Linked DNA regions of Gossypium hirsutum: region 2 is linked to region 1. The links are chromatin contacts, called in public Hi-C maps. All regions are on one chromosome and are shown on one strand. The core of a region is the stretch at or near the end of the contact, and the rest is flanking DNA. Distances in the headings are between cores, read along the strand shown.

The links. Hi-C and Micro-C count contacts between places; a contact is called where the count stands out from the background.
Region 2: a Hi-C map of leaf shows a contact between it and region 1, with 1.6 times the contacts expected there. The contact joins the enhancer-like site here to the promoter of LOC107957228 in region 1. A contact is called at or near these places in 3 of 34 Hi-C or Micro-C datasets (hypocotyl and leaf).

Annotation. Positions count from the first base shown.
Region 1 is chrA05:67,426,427-67,429,847 of Gossypium_hirsutum_v2.1, forward strand. LOC107957228 (probable acyl-activating enzyme 16, chloroplastic) reads right to left here and starts at 1,690. Exons shown (of 18, transcript XM_016892685.2): 1 at 1,301-1,690. The coding sequence starts at 1,531.
Region 2 is chrA05:67,659,914-67,663,180 of Gossypium_hirsutum_v2.1, forward strand. LOC107957226 (3beta-hydroxysteroid-dehydrogenase/decarboxylase) reads left to right here. Exons shown (of 12, transcript XM_016892683.2): 8 at 2,445-2,562; 9 at 2,686-2,860. Among protein-coding and RNA genes, the nearest start is that of LOC107957226, 20 kb to the left of the region's middle. Within about 2 kb of position 1,583, at least 5 of the 9 cell types and tissues checked have an H3K27ac peak or open chromatin away from gene starts, as enhancers often do. A contact at or near this core is called in leaf, where this site is marked.

The DNA of each region.
Region 1 (3,421 bases), core at 440-2,939:
TAATCAAATATGAGGAAGCATTTTTTATATAAAAAATTATTTTTTTATAAAATTTATGGTTTTAGATTAATGTCTAAGATTTTTATAATTTTTTATGATTTCTAATCAACTATTTTTATAAATTTTATGGTCATTAATTAATTTTTAATAATTTTTTTAAAATTTTTTATGTTAGTTATAATTCTAGAATGAATATATATAAATGATTGTTCAGATTTTGTGGGAGAATGCCTCTATTCGGCCCAAATAGTGAATCTCGTCCCGACGAGGAACAAAGACTCATCCCAACGACGCAATTGTCTTGATGTCCCGACGAGCAGAGAAGCAGCGTCACAACGACGCGACGTCCAGTCCAAGCTTTCGACTTTATTATTTTTAGTTAAATTTTGTTTCAGTTTCCCATTTAAACTCTGATTAATCTAGAGGCATTCTAGTCATATTATACTATGAATTCTAAGTTATAAATAGGTCACAATTACTCTAGGTTAGACATACAACAATATATTGATATTGAGAGAATTTTGTTTTTGAAAGGTTTGTTCTTGTGGGTTTCAGATTTTCCTTTGATTCTCTCTCTTGTAGTCATTATTTATTGTAGTGGAATATTTTTTTACCCGTAGTTTTTTATCCTTAATTGAGGAATTTTTCCAAATAAATTTCCATATTGATCTTTTTTATTATTATTTTCTTCACTTTGTTCAATTACTTAGTCGGGTTTATCACTCACAAATTCAAATAAAAGACAACTATTTATCCATATCCAAGTTCAGTGACTAACTTATTTTTAAAATAGAATTTTCTTTATTTTTGCTGGTGTGGAATTTTTTAACTATCATGTTGACGTTGCTGTTTGTTTCTAACGGTCAACCTTCATCAAAGATCTCATTGATTAAAATTGTGGGTGTAAAAAATTAGAAAAGTATAATTGATATTTTTTTTTAAAGTTTGATGGTCTATCTTCCTAATAAGCCAAAAATTAAAAACTTAACAGACCAAAATTAATAAATTTAGACCAAAACCGAGCCGAATGGTATAGTTGTAATGCTTTATCGGTCTTTTTCTGAGCCCTACCGTCCAACCAATTAACTCTACTACGAACTACTATTACTCATTACCAGACAAACAATATCGTCAATTCCAAAACTATTTGACTAAAATATATATAATACCAAAAATAAAATAAAGCCAACTTGCAGGAGAAGAACATTGAATGAACAGTTGAACACATCCAAAAACCCAACCCATCACAGATCCCCGATGATCCCATAAAAATAAAGTACAGAATTCCGAAGAAACTCACCTTGGAGTCACAGAAAACTCGAAATTTCGATCCTCGGGAGACCTTGAACTTGGCGCTGGAGAGCTGCTTGGTATCCAAAGTTTTGGAGCACCGCAATTTAGAACCCGAGAAAAGAAACTGAAAAGACCTCGATTTATCTAAACAAACCGGCGACAACATGATCGCCTTTCTATTTTCAGAAGAAGAACAGCAAGAAGGCGAAGAAGATATTTTGATCGGAGCCCCCAACATTTTTGAAAAAAGCGAAAGCAAAGGAAGTGAAGTGATGTGGCGGTGGTAGGTGAGAGGAGCAAGTGCAGGGGATCACGAAGTATCTTGAAGATGCTGAAGAAGAAACATTAACGTGATATATGGAAATGATAGGGAATTGAGACGATGCAAACAAATTAAAAATTATATACACGACAAAACGGCCCACTTACTTATACTACTGACACTGACATTTCAGTTATAATATCAAGTATTTCACATTATTTTTATCTTTCAAACCCAGCTTGCTTGCCTGACATTATTATTAGTATTTGATTATTTAAGCAGTGCTTTTTTTTATAGTGTTTTTAAGTTTAAAAATAATTTTAAAGTTATAAACAGATGGTGAATTACTTTAAAATTATCGATTCTTTATAAAGGGATACAAAAATTAAGGTTCAATAAAATTTAGCCAATCATCGAATTTTAAAAATATAAAATTATTATTATATATTTATTTATAGAGAAATTATTTTATACACATTATTCATAATTTTTTTAATTATTTAATAATATTTCAATAATTTTTTTCTATTTGAACTCCAAACTAAAATCCTTAAATCTAGAATCTCGAACTCTAACATGAAAACATAGAATCTCAAACTGTAACCCCAAACCCTTGAACCTAAACTATAAATTCATAACCCCAAACTTTTAAACATTAGACTTAAATCTTAAACTCTAAACTCGAACCTTGAATCTTAAATCTCGAACCTAAACTCTAAACCTCAATGTTTTTGTAGTTAAATAAGCTCTTAACCTATGATTTTTACTTATAAAAGCCCTTTATTTTAATATTAAAGTAAATATATTTTAAATTTCAAGCTCTTATCTTAATTTTTTTTGTTTATGCAATAAAAATTTTATACACTTTAACATCAATATAAAATCTAAAAAAGTAATCAAAAATTTCAAAAGAGTAGTTAAAAATATCATGTATATAAGTACTCTCAAGAAATTTTTAAATTTTATCTTTTTATTTAATAAACTATTCTCATCAAATTCACATCAAAATAAAATGCGAATTAGTTTATTTTTTAAAAATAGCTTTACTTTGATATATTTACTTTAACATTAAAATCATAAGTTAAGGATTTATTTAACTACAAAAATATGTAAAGGGCTTGTTTAAACACAATATAGTGAGTTAAAAGGGAATAAAAAGAAAATAATAAATAAGGAAGGCTTACAAGACAATTAACCACATTTAAGGTTTGGTGCCGCCACACTATAGGCACCGCCCTTTCACTTTTTTTTTAGTAGCCACTTAAAATGGTAAATTTCATATCAGGTCCTTGAATACTTTAGATCATTACATTTCAGTCCAGTGCCGCTAATTTGACAGGCGGCACTAGTAAAACCATACTATTTTAGTAAATAATCTAATGGGCATGACATTTCAGTTATTAATTTTATTTTTTTATTGTTTAAGTAAAAAAGCCAATAAACAACGGGTGAATTACTATGAAAATATTGATTTTTTATAAACGAAATAATTTAAATTAGAATAATTCTAAAAATTAAGGGTTTCAGGTATCAATAAAATTTAGTCAATCGTCAAATTTTAAAAATATGAAATTATTTTATACATACTTTCCATCACATTATTCATGATCTTTTTTCAATTATTTAACAACATTTTAACAATTTTTTCTATCTGAACCCCAAATCAAAAATCATGAATCTAGAATCTTAAACCCTAAATCCAAAATATAGAACTTAAACTCATAACCCTGAACCCTTGAACTTTAAACCCGAATCTTAAACTTCAAACTCGTAACCTGTAATATTAAATCCTTAAACCCTAAACCGTAAACTCGTAACCTCAAACCTTTAACATTAAACCTAAACCTTAAATCTCAAATCCAAACT
Region 2 (3,267 bases), core at 333-2,832, 230 kb after region 1:
CTTTGAAGTTTCTTATAGAAAAGAAGTCAACAACAAGGTCGTCAATGCTCTCTCTCGACAACCTCAATTGTAGCAAGGTCAAATTTCCCAATTGTCGACCAGCTCAGTTATATCTGAACTCTTACAGCAGGTACAGCAATCCTATGAGCTAGATGATAGGCTAAAGAAGGTTATACAAGATGTCTAACACTCCAAGCTTTCCAATCACAAATATTCTTGGGATGGCCGCTTTCTACGAATGAAGGGGAAGATCGTGGTAGGGTAGAATTTGCAGTTGTGGCAATAATTATTTTACCATTTCCATGCCAGTGCTATTGGGGGTTATTCAGGGGTACATGTGACCAAGAAACGAGTGGCAAGTTTGCTGTATTGGAAGGGCTTAACAACTGATGTTAAACGTTGGGTACGCGAATGTTCAGTTTGGCAGAAATGCAAGGGTGAATAGGTAGCCTCTCCAGGACTCTTTCAGCCTTTGCCTATTCCGGATCGAGCTTGGGCAGTGGTTAGTTTAGACTTCATCGAAGGCTTACTGAACTCAAACAGAAAAAACTCTATCCTAGTTGTGGTGGACCATTTGACCAAGTATGGTCACTTCTTAGGCTTATCTCATCCATACACAGCTCAAGAAGTGGCTCAAGAATATATGACTCATGTTTACAAACTCTATGGTACCTCTGATTCGATTATTTTAGATAGGGACAAAATCTTTGTTAGTCGGTTTTGGCAGGAGTTATTTCATAGAGCAGGCACCAAAATTTTGTTATCTACAGCATACCACCCTCAAACAGATGGGCAGACGGAGGTTTTGAACTAGTGTCTTGAGAATTATTTACGGTGCATGAATGGGGAGACTCCTGCCAATTGGTTCTATTGGTTACCACTAGCAGAATGGTGGTATAATTCTTCTTTTCATTCCTCTATTCAGCTCACTCCTTATGAAGCCTTCTATGGACAGTCTCCACCGCCGCATATGCCATATTTAGTTGGGGCTTTTTCGGTAGCAGTGGTCGACAGAAGTTTGCAAGCTAGGGAACTGCACAGAAATTATTGCACTTCCACCTTAAAAGGGCTCAGACTCGTATGAAGCAGTTTGCAGACAAACATAGAATTGAGAGAAGTTTTCAAGTAGGAGATCTGGTTTACTTAAAGCTGCAACCATACCGGCAGCAATCTCCCAGGAAAATCATCAATCAAAAACTATCTTCTAAATATTATGGCCCTTTTCAGGTGATCAAAAAGGTTGGGGAAGTGGCTTACACTTTGCAGTTACCTCCAGGTTCTCAGATTCATCCAACTTGTCATGTGGCTCAGTTAAAGAGACATATTGGTTCAATTCCATCTCAAGATCATTTACTTTTGATGGATGCTCATGGTATGTTATAGAAAGAGCTGGTCCGAATTGTGGATAGGAGAATAGTTAAAAGAGGAAATCAAGCTGTTACCGAAGTTCTTGTTGAATGGGTTGATTCTTTTCCTGAGGATGCGACTTGGGAAGTTCTGTCCCTGCTGCAGACCAAATATCCTCATTTCCATCCTTGAGGACAAGGAAAATTTTTTGGGACGGTAGTATTGTTGTGGGCAAGAAAATTAAATAAAACGAGGCGTAGCATATTAGTTAAACGGGGAGTTTTGTATAACAGAAAATGACCACGTGAGCTTCTTGTTATTTTCCTTCTAAAGCACGAACGATGGATGAAAATGGTTATGCATATTTTTACTAAAAGAAAATTTAGAATTCTTCTTCTTCTCTGTGTTTTCTCTTCTTCTCAACCTCTCTATTTTTCCCTTCTCTCTTCCAATTCTTCTACTTAAAATTCTGGAGCGCAACACATTGTTGCAATTTCTACCATTAGAAGAACCTATGATTAATGTAACCTGTCGAAGGGAGCTCCTAACCTAGACTCGTTACACAGGATTTATTCTTTCGAATAGGAAGCTAAAATTAAGGACTTTTAATGCAATAAGATGCTTGTTAAAATAAATTATTCTAATTAGGAATATTACTAAGTAAACTTATTTGTCTTCTTTCCTTTTTTAATGCCTTTGACTTCTTGTCTTGCCCATAGAGGCAATTGTAACACACCGTACTCCCACTTGCACACCATTTATCACTCTCGCTACCAGCTAACCAAGGCCACTGCCTCAAGTTTCCTGTATAAACCCCTAACATTCGGCACCCAAGGATCTCTATTCCACTCCCATTCCTGACCCCATCAATCTCAACACCCCTGCCTAAACAGAAGCCAAGAGAAAATTAATGTTGGATTTAAGCACCAGCTGATTGAATTTTGCACATAGAAACGTTTGACTTAAAGACAGTTTTTGTTCTCATTTCTCATTTACTTAAATCGTGTGAAAATGGTTTTTCAAAATCAAGTAGCGAGAATGCAAGTTTTTTATCTGAAAGTTTGACATCATTTTGTTTCTTGTTGCTGATGATACAGGATGGTATCAAGTCAACCATTGAATCATTCTCTCGTTTAGCTAAAGACTCATCTTTTATGAGAGACAACAATTTTAAAGAACAATCAAAAGCAGTGAAGTTGCTAGGCAGCGGGATAGGTATTCCATTATATGATTCTTTTTATTCACAATTTCATGATGGTATTGCATAGGCAATTTTTTTAAGGTTTATGTTTGGCCAAAGGATTCGCATTGTAATGAGCTTGAATTACTTGGATTCAGTTGCAGATGTCTTGCTGTGGCGGGAAATAAAGAGAACACTTTTATGCTTTCTTATCCTGGCTTCATTATTTTACTGGTTCTTTCTGTGCGGAAGAACTTTTACTTCATCAGTAGCCAAGCTTCTGCTGTTAGTTACTGTCACTCTTTATGGATATGGAAATTTATCATCAAAGATGTGAGTATTAGTAGTTATCACATGCTGCTTTATGGTAATTTCATTCAGTCTTTCCGCAGTTCATTATTACACATTGATTCTGTTTCCAGTGTAAAGCAACAGCTCAATCCTCATTTCCCCTTTGCTTTTTCTTCTCTTTTCCAGTTTTCATGGTTTTTTTTTTTCAATTGATGCTAGTACCTATCTTCCATCCTGTTCCTTTCTTTTTTATCTTTTGCTTTTACTCCATTTCGACCAGGGATGACATTGGAGAGAAGGGAGTGGAGATTGCCTCCATCACCCTATTCTTGTATGAATGTTGAAAACATACATGGAAATAGAAATGGATGTCAATTACATACATAATCTCTCCACCGCCCCTCAATGCACTTTTTCTATTAATGATTTTTAGTCCATTTCACAGATTT